2 separate regions of the Mus musculus genome follow, and region 2 is linked to region 1. The links are chromatin contacts, called in public promoter capture Hi-C maps. All regions are on one chromosome and are shown on one strand. The core of a region is the stretch at or near the end of the contact, and the rest is flanking DNA. Distances in the headings are between cores, read along the strand shown.

Region 1 (7,577 bases), core at 2,183-4,682:
AGCTCTGTCTGTCCAGCCACTGGGCTCTGCAGAGTCCCAGCCCCGCCCACTCCACTCCAGCCCCGCCCACTCCAGCAGCACTGTTCCCATTCCCCGCCACACACCATCAGGACTCACTGTCATTTTGCGTCCTGGAAGCAGCTCACACTCACGTTCAGTTCAGAGGGCTCCCCGATAGCAAGTCTTTATCCAGACCAGCCAAGCCACAAGGTTAAATCTGAAGCTGAAAGGAGCAGGCCTCAGCTCTCACACAGCCGGCCGAGTCCGGCTGGGCAAATGTCTTTATCCGAGCACATGAGGAACCCCAGAGGCCTGTGCTGTCAATAACAGACCCAGCGGTGCCAAGTCCTTGGACTGTGTCTCTAGCCCGGGGTGGTTTTATGCTGGAAAAAATGTCACCAGGGAGAAAAGCCCGCATTGTCAACAGGCCCACCTCCCACAGCTGCCTTTCCCATTGAGGGATGCTTCAGGGACCCTCCGGGCCTGGAGACCGAGTCCTGCCGTTCATGTGACCCTAGTGGTGGGAGCATTGTGGCTCAGTGTTTGCTGAGCGCTTACTCTCTTGTGGACTGGTGGAGGCGGGGAGCAGAGACGGTACAACAGAAACCTGTTCCATTGGGGCTGCACTGGGCAGAGGCAGCTTCGTGTGGGGAGCTTGTGCTTAGCCACGCCCATCTATATCTGACTTTTTCAAGACAAGCGTGGGTTCTTTCCCAACAGGGTATGAGGACCAAAAGAGTTAATAGGACCCGGCTGGGATCATCACAAAGCCAGAGATACAGAAGGGCTGAATGGGGGAATCTAGAGAAGAGAACCCACTGGGAAAACCACCCTGAATGGTGTAAAGTTACAGACAACATTTAGCCTGGAGGGCTTCACTTGTCCCCCACACAGCCTGTCGAGGTGTGATCTCATGCCCGGGAGGCTCAGGAGGAAGGTTGGTGGCACTGCACAGAACACAACAGCAGGGGCTGGCAGAGGGTCAGGGCAGCTTGCAGGTGAGACACAAAAATGCAAGGAAGGAAAGTCAGTTGCTGCCTGGTGTCCCCACAGGCAGGATGGGTGCCATCTCCAGATCTAAGCTCACAGATATTCAGTAACTATGTGGGTTAAACAACAGTGTCAGTCAGGACAGAGGAAGAGCCCGAGTCCAACGATCCAGCAGCTCCTTGAAGGGCTACTGCCTTTGTGCTCTGGCCTGGAGCACCCTGCTCCCTCCCCCGGGGCACTAGTGCCCTAAGGTGTGCAATTTAATCTCTGGGTGTCCAGTTCTCTGCCTTACTCCAAGAAGGGGGTCAGTGGGGTGAGGCGCAGTGTTAGCATAAATTATTGACCCAGAGCACAGCAGCCTCAGGAGGGGTTTGGGGGCAGGCAGCCTTGGAAGCCAGAGCACAGCTGGTCAGAGAGCCCAGGGGAGTCCAGGATAGCACCATGGCTGGGTGGTTGAGTGACCTCAAATGAGCTGCCCCTGAATTCCAGGGGATTTGCTCCTATGATAGCCCCCCCCCATATCTGTCACTCTTTATAATTTCAAGCAGGTGGCCAGACTATGACATTTAGGCAGAAACAAGAATGACCTTCAGGGGCTGGAGAGATGGCTTAGCCGGTAAGAGGACTGACTGCTCTTCCAGAGGTCCTGAGTTCCAACTTTGCAACCACATAGTGGCTCACAACCACCTGTAATGAGATCTGACACACTCTTCTGGTGTGTCTGAAGACAGCTACAGTGTACTTACATATAATAAATAGATAAATAAATAAATAAATCTATCTATCTATCTTTGGGTGGAAACAATAGGGGCCAGAGAGAGAAGAAAAAGTGTTAGAAGACAGCTACAGTGTACTTATATATAATAAATAAATAAACATTTTTAAAGAAATCAAAGGTACACTATGTAGATGGGAGAAATCTCTGTGGTTGCAAGGGGCTCACACAGCAAGGGGATGAACAATGGGGACAGAGTCTGAGGAACGGAGTGAGTTCTTTATTGTGCCTGGCAGTTGTCACCATTGAAGACTGTACAAGAGGGAGCCCTCAGCCAGCCACAGGCCTCAGTAATACATACATCGCCACTAAGCTGCTCCAATAGGATTCCCGAGGACCTGAAGCCCAGCAGGAATGCTCTACTTTCTGCTCACTTTTTTTTTTCTAGACAGAAAGCTTTCCCCAAAGTCAAGTCTAGCCCTGTGCAGAAAATGATAAACACCCCGAGTAAGCCAGAAGGAGCCGCTACAGCAAGGCCACACTCTGTCCATTGCTATGATAAAGACCATGACCAAAAGCAAACAGATCAGGACAGGAACCTGGAGGCAGGAGCTGATGCAGAGGCCATGGAGGGATGCTGCTTACTGGCTTGCTCAGCCTGCTTTCTTATAGAACCCAGGGCTACCAGCCCAGGGATGCTCCACCCACAGTGGGCGGGGTGGGTGGGGCACCACGCCCACCCACACCAACAGTCAATCATCAACCAAGAAAACACCCTACAGACTTCTGCACAGGCCAACCTGATATTTTCTCTATCGAGGCTTCTCTCCCCGGATGACCCTAGCTTGTGTCAAGTTGACAAAAAAAAAAAAAAAAAAAAAAAAAAAAAAACAACCAGGACACCAGCCTCTTCTCCATTTGCTAACTCACTCTCCAGGAGGAGGGTCTCATGCGGGAGGGGCAAGGGGAAGATATGATTGTTCAAACTCCCACAGCGCCTGGAGGGATATCAGACGCTTAGTGCCCCCAACAAACACCAGCTATGCAGAAGGTCCCCTGCCTCACAGAGATGGAGTTGTGGGTGCTGAGGACCCTGTGGACAGGTGTGTCCCTAGGGACACCTTACCGCACCCACAGGAGGGAGAATTAAGCATCTTCTGCGAGGATTCCATGTTGGGTTTGAGGTGTGTGTGTGTGTGTGTGTGTGTGTATGTGTGTGTTCAGAAATCCTGGGGCCTGAGGGACAGCTGCATTTGGGGGTTGGGATGGATTCCACACACCTTACACACCCACGCCCGTCTGCCTCTGTGCAGTCCTGCTTCCTACAGAGACTGGGCCAGGTTCCAACCGGTTCTTCAAAAGGCTCCTCTGAAACCCAGCCACCACATGCCATTCCTGAAAGTGCGGGGTCCAGCTCACAGGGAAGTGAGCAGATAAGAGATGGGACTGTCCTCCAAGCCTCTTTAGAAACACTGTGGGTGTTCTTGGCCTCACTACTGCCATAGGCTAAGCTGGGGTTTTCTGTCACCCACAGGAGAACCACTCAGTGTGTTCCTTCCAGGTGACCCCATGGTCAAGAGGCACATGGGAGGGGAGGTGCCCCTCCCCCAAGCTTCTCAGCCCAGCCCCCTCCTCTCCTTGGCAAACCAACACGTCTAGCTCTCTTTTCTTCCCATCTGACTACCACACGATGCAAAACCAAATTAAAAAAAAAAAAAGACTATTTTCTGCTCACACGAAATTTTTAGTTTTGGCGAGCCTTCGGGAAAACACTTTCAATGTGCGGCGTCTGAGCAGTTGAGCTGCTACAGAAAGGAAATTCAGCTGGGACAGAATGGGGCCTGTGTGTGTGTGTGTGGGGGGGGGGGAACTGCTTCATACAGGCGTCCATGACAGTTCCCCACACACCTCCAGAATGGCCTCCTTGGTCAATGGGGGTGAAGGGCCAATAATAACAATAAAAGCACATCTAACGAATACTTGTGCAGCTCTGTGTCAGGTACTGGTCTTTGCATGGATAACCTCACGTAAGCCTGACCAAACACTTCACATGTATCATCTCATTTAAACCTAAACACTTCGTATGCATCATCTCATTTAAACAGAACCAACCACTTCACATGTATCATCTCACAACAATTCTTAAACAAACAATTCGCATGTCTCATCTCATTTAAGCCTAACCAAACACTTCTCAAGTCAGTATTTTTGTCATCTCCAGTGAACACATAAGACACCTAACGCTCAAAGAGGCGAAGCAACCAGCTCAAGGCCACACAGCTCATAAATGGTAGGGCTGAGATTCGAATCCAGCTCTATCTGGCTCACAAGTTTGCTGAGAGATCCAGGGTGATGGGGGTTGGCGTTTCCCGAGCATCAACCTCCTGGATTATCAGGGGAATTATATCATCCGTTCTTTGCCCGATCAGTCACTCACTCAACAACCAGATCATAACTAAGTCCTTGTTGTAAGATTGGAGATTGGCACATGGCTACAAGGCTGATTAAAACCCTGAATAAAACCCAGCTCCTCCCTGAAAGCCACGATGTGTGTGAGGAGCAACGAGATCCACGGGTAGCTCTGGTTAGGGGGTGAGGCGAGCCCTGCATATTGGCTATCTTCCAAGGCTGTCACTACCCTCTGAGCCCGGTCCTAACAAGCTACCAGCGAAGTCGCAAGTCACATGTGCACTAGAGTGAATGCCAGAACTGTCCTTATGCAAACGGGGAAACTGAGGCCTGGAAAGTAATGAGTTTTGGCTGAGGCCTACTGAGCAGATGAGGCAGGGGGTGGGACATCAAACAGGACCCCTGCAGGGCCTCCCTCCTCCTGCAGCAGGGGGAGCACGCTGGTACTGCACACTGGAAGTCTCCTCCCTCCAGAGAGCATACCAGTGCTTCTTATTGGGGGGGGGGGCGCACACGCCCACATCCTAGTTCCCATCCTAGGACTGTGATGTGATTGGTAGGCCTTGAGATGAGAAGCTGGTTGGTCTGGGTCACGTGGGCGACAGGATGGCACCACAAGAGAGAGAGAGGCAGGCAAGGACACCAGCGTCGAGGACGAGGATGACCTGAGACCTGGGTGTGGCGGGTGCCAGCTCTGGACAAGGAAGGGGCAGCAGGCCCAGGAATGTGGGCAGCTTCGTGAGGATGGAGAACACCCAATGCTTTGAGTGTCTCCAGCGTGTTGATGTGACCCAGAACTTGATGTTAGCCGAACAGGTTCCATTTTGGCCTTAGGGCACATTCGTCCCTGTGGCTGTTCTAAGGCAGAGTGGGAGATGGCTGCTGAGAGGGACACACCGCCAGTACTCTCGGGGAACACTCAGTACTTCAAGGCCTCTGGCCCACCTGCCGTCCATGTCCTGGCTGTACCTGGATGAGGACAGCCGCTGCCGCATGCAGGGTACAGACAGGAGCCCTCACATCCTTTCTCAGGCTTGTAACTTTGGCCAGTCTCACAGACTATCTCTTGTCCTCTGTCCTGCTGTCTGCCTGGGGTGGTCTGTGGGGACCACAGCAGCGTGTTCCCTACTCTCCATGGCTCTTGTACGCCCCACATCTCCAGTGCTCCCCACATCTCAAGTGCTCCCCACATCTCTAGTGCTCCCCCAGGGTAGCTTGAAGAAGCTCAGGACTTGGCTCGCCCCCACCCCCACCCCCACCCCCACCCAGCTCCACTCTCTGTAGGGCCACTGGGCTCAGCCAAGCCCTTCTACCAAGGCACAGGGTCCTTTCCCCCCACGTTTGCCCTTTGACTTGGCAAGCTTAGAATGGAAAAAGCAGCAACCCCTCCTGCCCCTCCCCCCTCCCTGTGTCTGACTCTGGGATGCTGGGCCAGTCCTTGCAATATCTCTACCCTCCATGCAAGCTCTCAGCTGCTGTGCTAGCACCCCCCCCCCCGAAAACAGATCCTCCAAACATACCCCAAAACTCACAGTCTCTTGTGTGAGGTCAAGAACAAAAAGGGCAGAGGTATTGCTACCTCAGTTCTACCTGGGATGTTGCGAGAGAGGAGCCCGGGGACTCAGGCTGTGGTCACCACAGCCTGTGTCCTCAACTTGAGTTGCTCGCTGACACACACCAAGATGGAGCTTCTTAAGACAAAGTCAGAAAGCCCCTGCTTCTCTTACACCATAGCAGAGTTAGCTCTCCTCTAGACCTGTCCTGTGTTCATTTCTCAAGATTTTTCAGAACAATCCTCTGGGGTGAACACTTGCGCAGATTCCCTTTACAATATGGGGAAACTGAGGCACAGGAATTAAGTTGCCTGTCAGAGGCGCTAAGCTAGCAAATTCTCGAGTGTGTCACAGGCTGTGACACAGCTGAGGTCTGTCAGGAACCCACCTCACACAGATGCGGCACTCCTCACCTCACACCGCTAGATGTTATACTTCCAGCCACCCGTGTCTTACACCCCAGCTGTCTCCAGGGCCACTCACAGTCACAGCCAGGGAAAGGAAGCTCAAGTCTCCACCTTTGGGTTTCCATGGATACCTGGATAAGTCTTGGGTGTCCTCTTTGCCCTGAGGCCAATTCCATCAGCCACAGGGCACATCCTTCTTACTCCTTGGCCCGTTCTGCACACGGTCCACCCCGGGTCACTCTGCAGCGTCGTGGCTGTCAGGCTTCAGCCTCTGGCCACTTAGTGGCTTTCTGATCACCCCGGGAGCCCGGCTGGAGGCTGTGGAGCATGGCACTCTTGTATTCAAGTCTCTGAGCGAGCCAGGTACACACTGGGCCCTTGTTCTCCTGCCTCTCCACCCTGCCCTGCTCAGGTTGGAGCCTTGCCTGGAGCTGGACAGGGCTCCAACTTTGTCATTCCTTGGCCATGTCCCTATCGACTGCCCATGGGGAAACCGAGTCATGGAGGGCATTTGCTGAAATTCTCTGAAACTGGAGCCGACTGCCTCCAAGGCTGCCAGCCTGTCTCCCTCCATGGGGAGGTTTCTGGGTCTGATTTCTGTCTTTCTTCTTTCTCCTCTTCCTCAGTTTTCTCCAACGTCCCAGGGGATGAGGGGTCTACTAAATGCCCTCATTGTGAAGCGCCAAAGCCTCCTGGCTGCCTTGAGACAGACCCAGGAGGGCTGTGACGTCACGACGGGATCTGTGGCCCTCTTATCAAGCTCAGTTCTCCTTCTGTCCCAGGCAAGGGGGGGAGGGGGGCGGTGGCAGGGGGAGAAGGCAGAAACTTGCTGGAAAGAACTGGTTGGACCTCAGGGGAAGCCAACCCAGTCTCAGGAAAAGAGAAGTGTTATCTTGTCAAAGAGAACAACTAATTAGCCATTCCCCTGTGGAGGAGTTTTTCACATCTAAAAGCTCTCTGAGAGAGCGAGCAGGAGCTTCCCAGAGAGCTGACCCACGGAGCCTCATGTGGGTGTGCTTCATGTTTTGGTAGCTCTACAGTGTACAAGGTGTCTTGGGAAGGACGGGGGCGGGGGCAGGCTACATCTGGCTTTTAATCCCAAGTAGCTTTGCACCTTGGATGAATGTCCTTTCCTCCTGGCCTCAGTTTCCCCAAGTGTAAAATGACAAGGGGTGTGGATGGGTGTTCTAGATGTTCTCAGCTCACCCACCTCTGCCGCACACACCACAGGGCTGAGAAGACACACAGCTTGTTATTCCGAATCAGCTCCCGTTCTTTCCAGGCAACCAAGGGTCTGGCTCTGGTGCCGTATCCCAGGGTGGCGGCGGGGGTGTTGAAAAGTGATTGAGTGAACCCAGAAGCTCCTAACAGGGTTAGGGCGGTGAGGAGCCCGGCAGGTGAGCAGCACTGGGGACTGGGCAGACAGAATCTGGGTGCCTGTGGATGTGGCCGATGGCAACTGCAGCTGGGGCCTGGGATGGTGAAGCAGGAAGAGGGCCTGGT
Region 2 (6,889 bases), core at 1,434-3,933, 220 kb before region 1:
GATGGCCACCGTGTGGTAGATGTGGTGGTAGTAGGTCTCCTCCATGACCCTGCGCAGCGCTGAGCTCCCCTTTGGGATGGACATGACCTTCTTCACTTTGCTGTCGATGACGCTGAAGTACCTCTGGTCGATTTCCTCCACGAGGGGCAGTGTCCGATCCCGGTTGACCAGGGCTTTCTCGTGGAAGGGCGAGATGGTCAGGGCCCTGGTGTATAAGTAGTCAGCCTGGATGATGTCCTTGTCTTCTTCGGAGAAGATGCCGAACTCATTCAGTGCGTCTACAAAGCCGGGGTCCATCTTGAGGGCGTGCAGGAAGAGCTTGTGGGCTTTCCCTCTCTTGCCTTGACGCTTCATCTCCAGGGCTTGGTTTAGGGCGGCCTTGGCTTCCAGCTTCCCTGCTGGAAGAGAGCCAGAGAGGCCTGATGAGCAGGGTGGGCTGTCCCTGTACAGGCCTCCCAGGGACACTACCATAGCCATGTGGCTTCTGTGACTCAGGCCCCGACTACTGCTGCTCTCCACAGCTGGAATGCTGGTTGCTGTCCTGTGTCCTAGGCCACTCTACATTGGGAGGTCCCCTGCCAACTATCTTCTGCCCGGGCGTAGACAGTCTGGGCATTTGCTATCCCTGTGCTTGCCCTACAGTATGGCTGCACTGGGTGGCCCACCTTCCCTGTGGACAGGTGGCTCTTATCTCTTGAGACCCTCTCCTTCAGGCCTGGGGGTGCCAACACCTCGCCCTCAGCTATCCCTGGCCCTTCCCATGCCTGGACAATTTCTGTTTTCTGGCAGTGCTGGGGACTGGAACCCTGGGCCCTTGTGCATGCATACCAGACAGGTGCTATCAGAGCTATGCCCCTGCTTCTAATGATGTGATTCCATTGTGGTGATGTGTGGTTGTCACCCCTGGGGACAGTGTGCCGCTGGCATCCAGGTAGGCTGCTGTAACACTCACTGTGCACACGGGGCATGCTTTGCACTGAGCTCTGTGCTTCGAGGGTGAGCACCCACCCACACTCAGCTTCCCTGAGTTCCTGGACCGCTCTCCAGTCCCATCCCCAGTGGTTTCTGGCCAGAGGGAGCACTGTTCTCAGGTGCTCTTCCTTGAACCACCCCCATGTAGATCTGAGGTGCAGCTCAGGGCCCACCCTTTGTGTGTCTCCCTCCAAATGCTGGGACACCCGTTCTCAGTCACTCATCAGACTGGAGTTCCGGACTGTCTCATTCACTGGGACGCCCTCATGCTTACACACACACAAACTGACAAGGCCAACCAAGTTGGCCAGCACACTCACCTGGAGACGCCGTAGTCTTGACTGTCAGCAGCCCTGCATCCCTGGAGGAGACACTGAGCTCTGTGCATAGGCTGGTGCACTTGGGGACCACAGGCTGTGCCCTGTCCAGTTTGCTCCTGAGCAGGTGGAAACCTCTGAGCACAGCCAGGCAATGCTCTTCCACAACTCCCAGCGGCAGCAGCAGAGCCAGCAGCGACCCCAGAGCCATGCTCAGCAGCGCCATCCACAGGAAACGGCCCCAGACGGAGACCCATTTGGGTTCGGCCACTGCCACCACCGACGCCATTGGCATGAGTATCATCTGGACTGAGGGCTGGGCCCAGAGCACTCGACACAGAGGAAAAGCTGGACCCTGCAAGGAACCAAGCATTGTAAAAGAATGAGGCAGTGGGAGTGGACCCGTTCCCAGATGGAGAGACCAGACACAGAATCGTCACACTTTCTAATTCATTAGGGACCACGGAAATGGGGGAGGGGTCTCATGGTGCAGGGCCAGCCTGGGAAGATTCATCCTAACCCATAGCTCCTCCGGGGTAGAGTGATAGGACTCTAATGCATTTATATATATTAACTTTCATAATCTCAGCCTACAACCCCAGGAGGTGATGTTTCCACACCGCCCTCCCCAGAGGAGATGCAATCAGAACTCAGAAAAGTGAAGTCGGGGACTTTTCAGCCCCCCTCTTAGTCCACTAGTCCACCACAAGCGACTATTGCCACAGGACACCTAGTGTTTGGGCTGTAACTCCTGCATACGCCCCTGGACACACACCACAATCTTCGATAAGGACAAATGTCTGGTGTCCTGATGTTACCATATGAATACCGACAGCCTCGGTGACCAATGTTGTGTCCCTTCTGCCCTTCCTTCCCTGGCTTGTCCATCATAGACAGGGAAACCCAAGGCCTGGCCAACAACAGTGGGTGATGATGCCCTACCTCAGCGAGGGCGAACACAAGCTTGGGGGCTGGCGGGGGATGGGGGGGGGGAGCGAGGGATCAGGTATGCAAATGCCATCTTGCCAACAATAAGCATTTATTGGGCAACTATGGTGTGCCGGACACTGCGCTGCCGGCCAGCCTTGCACGCTGTCAGCCCCCTTGCGAAGAGCGAGCAAGCTACCTGTAGCTCCCGGTTTACAGATGAGGGATGACGCCGTTCTGACAGGCGGCGCCGGAGCTCCGGGGCCTGACCCGCCACGTCATCACTTCGCGCGGCCTGTGCAGCGGCTCGAGCCCAGCAGACTTCGGCTTACTCCCGAAGCGGGGGGTGGGGTGGGGGGTGGAATGAGGCTGCCGCGAGCTCCCGCTACGAACCGGCCCAGGGCTCGTGCCCGCCTCCAGCATCCAAACCCGCGCGGCCGTTCCCCGCAGCCGCGGTCGCAGGCCCCGCCCCCACCACCTCGCCCCGCTCCCGTCGCCTCGCCATTGGACGGACGGCCGCCCTTGCCGCGGCGGATTGGCTGTCTCGACTTGTCCATCCGCCGCGCTTCCGGGTTCTAGAGCTAGCTAGAGCATCCCCCCGGGAAAGGCGCGCCGTGTGCCGCTTCCATTGGCTGTCGCTTGTGTGCATGGGGCGGGGTCGAGGCCACCGGCTAGGGCGAGCATTTGCGTCCTGTTTTCCCGTCCCAGCATCTGCTACCTTCCTGGGCCTCCACCTAGGCTCTGTGTGCTTCAGTTTCTCTGGTGTGCAATGGCAGTAGCCACATCACCAAACGTTTCCCACTTCTTAGTCCCGGTTTCACCGTTTGTCCCTTTTCTTTACCCCCTTTCTTGTCCTCTCTAATCTACTTTTGTTTTTGAGATGGCTTCGCACCGTGTAGACCAGGCCTGGCTAGGAATTAATTCACGGTGTAGCCCAGGTTGGTCGGGACTTACTGTGTAGCCCGAGCTGGCTTAGTATTCAACCCGGGTCATTTTGAGCCAACATGCCCTCCTGACCTTTTTTAGTTTGCATTCTCTGGAGCGGCTGGCTATGGCTTTTTGTTTACCAAATTAAGTTTTCTTTGGTGCAGAGGGCAGGGCTCCCATCTCAACCCACAAATATTGAACCGGAAGCTCCCAGGGCCTGCTTTGAGAGGTTACTGGGCACACTCTGGAGTCAGACGGCCCACAGATTCAGATTTTTGCCCTCAGTCTCTTGTGATCTTGGATCAGTTTTCTCAACGGCAGAATGGGACAACAGCTCACATCTCTTAATTAAAAAAAAAAAAAAAAGTTCGTGTGCGCGCACGTGCACAGAGATCAGTTTGCAAACCTGGGCTTTCTCCTTCTACCATATGGGTTTGTGGATTGAACGCAGGTCACCAAGTTTGGCTCCTACCTGCCTTAGCCCTCAGGTTCTGGATTTGGGACTCTTTTCATGGAGCCACACAGCCCTGGGTTCGCATCCCAGCTCTGCCACTAGCAGACTGACTTGGTGGTGTCAATCTACTTTACTGATCTGTCACCTGCAGGTAGCTTAAATTGGTCTGGGACTCACTGTATAGGCCAGGCTAGCCCCAACCTCCCGCCTCTGCCTCTGCCTTCTGAGTGCTGGGATTAGAGGCATATACCACCAAATCCGGTTTCAGCCTGCTTTCTTATAGAACCCCCTGACCAGCCCAGGGATGGCTCCACCCACAATGGGCGGGGCCTTCCCCCATCAATCATTAATTAAGAAAATGCCCTACAGTTGGATCTTATGGAAACATTGTTCTCAATTGAAGTTCCTTTCCCTCCAGATAACGCTAGTGCGGTGATTCTCAACCTGTGGGCCATGACCCCACAGGGCTCTCATATTAGCTATTTACATTACATTACGATTCATCACAGTAGCAAGCGTATGGCTATGAAGTAGTAATGAAATAATTTTATAGTTGGGGGTCACCACAGCATGAGGAAACTATGTTTAAATATAATTTTATAATGTAGTATGTTAGTCAGGGTTCTCTAGAGTCACAGAACTTTTCGGTAGTCTCTATATAGTAAGGGAATTTGTTATGATGACTTACAGTCTGTAGCCCAACTCTCCAACAATAGTCAGCTGTGAGTGGGAAGTCCAAGGATCCGGTAGTTGCTCAGTTGCACGAGGCTGGGTGTTTTCAGCTGGTCTTCTGTAGAAGTAGGTTCCAACAGATGTGCCAGCAAGTAAGTGCACGCAGGGGAAGAAGAGCGAATCTTCCTTCTTCCAATGTCCTTATGTAGGTCTCCAGCAAAGGTGTGGCCCAGATTAAAGGTGTGTACCGCCACGCCTGGATCTGGGACTTGCTTTGGCCCAGGCTGACTTTGAACTCAGAGATCTCCTTGCCTCAGTCTCCTGGGATTAAAGGCCTTGCCTGGGCCCAAGCTTTTTTTTTTTTTTTTTTTTTTTTCTTTCTTTCTTTCTTTCTTTCTTTCTTTCTTTCTTTCTTTCTTTCTTTCTTTCTTCCTTCCTTCCTTCCTTCCTTCCTTCCTTTCTTTCTTTCCTTTTCTTTTTTCTTTTTTTGGCTTTTGGAGACAGGGTTTCTCTGTACAGCCCTGGCTGTCCTGGAACTCACTTTGTAGACCAGGTTGGCCTCGAATTCAGAAATCTGCTTGCCTCTGCCTCCCGAGTGCTGGGATTAAAGGCGTGCGCCACCATGCCTGGCCCTCTTTTTTAAGATTCATTTATTTATCTTATGTATATGAGTACACTGTTGCTGTCTTCAGACACACCCAGAAGAAGGCATCAGATCTCATTACAGATGGTTGTGAGCCATCATGTGGTCGCTGGAATTGAAGTCAGGACCTCTGGAAGATCGGTCAGTGCTCTTAACCGCTGAGCCATCTCTCCAGCCCCAGAGCCTAAGCTTTTCATGGCCACTATGCCTCAAGATTGCCACCCCAAGATCTAGAAACTTGTGTCTCCCAGTCTCAAGATTCGGATAACAGGTGAGCCCTCCAATTCTGGATTGTAGTTCATTCCAGATATAATCAAGTTGACAACCAGGAATAGTCATTACTTGTAGTGATTGCATTAGGGAGGTTGAGAACCACTGCTCTAGCCTGTGTCAGGACGGCACAGCACAGGCCCGCACAGAGGATCTTATGTTTAACCCTTGATCAAGGGTCTTCAATGTTCTCTGAGCAATCTCTAAGATGTCATTCAGACACCCTAAGTGGTCATTTCATTGTAAAAGCCTTTCACAGAGGAGGCAACCAGTGTGTGAAGGTGGAGTTGCTGTCACAGAAGACAAGGGGATCTCAGGCTAGACTGATGGCCATTCACACACAGGGCCACTACCCCGGGCAAGTCACTTACCCTCTGAAGTTTTTGGCACTCAGACATAAAATTGCCATGTGTAGGGCCCTCCTCTCTCCAAGGCTTCCTGGGAGGCTAACATAAACAGTCTCTAACAGACTTGGGCAAATCCAGAAGGTCTAAGGGCCCTGCCGATGAATGGGAGACACTGGGGAGGGGAGGGGACTGCGGGCTACCAGAGAGCACAGGGCTTCCTTTGCAGCTGAGGTCTAGCCCACAGCTCTTATGCTGGGTTAAGTCTGACCGGTGACTGTGACCACGCCCCCTAACCCCCAGCCCCAGTTCTCAAAAGCATCATCTGTCCTGGATTGTTTGGTGACGTTTTCAACATTTTTAACAGTCGGCATGTCTGTGAGCCAGGTTGTAATCTGCAAGAAGCTGATCTTGGAGTCCTCAGGAGTGTCGGGAGGAGGGTGAGGGGGAATAGAATCAACATATATTGTGTGGGAAATGAAAAATGTAACAATGTTACAACTACAAAACCCAAACAACAAAACCTGCAGGGGAGAGAGACTGAGCGCTGGGTGTTAGGGCTGTGTGGCCACCAGGAGGCGGTAGCTCCTTTGGAATGGCCTTGTCAGGAGAAGCTGTGTGTTGGGTGTACAAAATATGGCCCCTGAAGTAATCCTGAAAAGTTGGCTTTCTCTATCCGAAGCATTCTGTATTAGGTAGAACTGCCTCCATGAGGCACACAGGAGTAGGAGGGTTTTTTTCTTTTTAAATCGCTCATCTTAACTCATGACAAAGAATTTAGAAAAATGGCTGTGTGAAAAATATATCCATTATGAAAACCCAAACCAAACACGAGCCTCTGTGTTTCTGAATGTCTGCCATATTTTTCTAGTTGAGATAGATGTCTTGGTTCCAAAGGACAGACCAGGCTGAGACAGCCAGTATACATCATTTTAAAGAGGGGGAATGGTTGGAGAGATGGCTCAATGGTTAGGAGCACCGACTACTCTTCCAGAGGTCCTGAGTTCAATTCCCAGCAACCACAGATGGTTGTGAGGCACCATGTGGTTGCTGGGAATTGAACCCAGAACCTGGAAGAGCAGTCAGCACTCTTAACCTCTGAGCCATCTCTATAGCTTTGAATAAATCTTTTTTTTTTTTTTTTCTTTTTTCTTTTGGTTTTTCAAGACAGGGTTTCTCTGTATTGCTCTGGCTGTCCTGGAACTCATTTTGTAGACCAGGCTGGCCTTGAACTCAGAAATTCACCTGCCTCTGCCTCCCAAGTGCTGGGATTAAAGGTGTGCGCCACCACGCCTGGCTTGAATAAATCTTAAAAAAAAAAAAAATGGACCGTTGGCAATGGTGGTATCTCTTAAGATTAGTG

Evidence for each region. Promoter capture Hi-C pulls out the DNA fragments that hold promoters and counts their contacts.
Region 2: a contact with region 1 is called in a promoter capture Hi-C map of hippocampal neurons, with 5 times the contacts expected there. The contact joins the promoter of Ficd here to the enhancer-like site in region 1. A contact is called at or near these places in 3 of 39 promoter capture datasets (embryonic stem cells and hippocampal neurons), 1 of 15 datasets of contacts at CTCF or cohesin (embryonic stem cells), 2 of 484 Hi-C or Micro-C datasets (bone marrow-derived macrophages and embryonic fibroblasts) and 5 of 115 datasets of contacts at active chromatin or transcription factors (cardiomyocytes, embryonic basal ganglia, embryonic midbrain and 2 more).

The regions. Positions count from the first base shown.
Region 1 is chr5:113,509,711-113,517,287 of GRCm38.p6, reverse strand. The region is part of intron 1 of Wscd2 (WSC domain containing 2); the gene reads right to left. It overlaps Gm52822 (a long non-coding RNA gene), which reads left to right. Exons shown (of 3, transcript XR_003955974.1): 3 at 1-2,535. Among named protein-coding and RNA genes, the nearest start is that of Wscd2, 23 kb to the right of the region's middle. Within about 2 kb of position 3,432, at least 9 of the 459 cell types and tissues checked have an H3K27ac peak or open chromatin away from gene starts, as enhancers often do. A contact at or near this core is called in hippocampal neurons, where this site is marked.
Region 2 is chr5:113,731,576-113,738,464 of GRCm38.p6, reverse strand. It overlaps Ficd (FIC domain containing), which reads right to left and starts at 2,683. Exons shown (of 3, transcript NM_001010825.3): 1 at 2,416-2,683; 2 at 1,293-1,644; 3 at 1-398. The coding sequence starts at 1,593.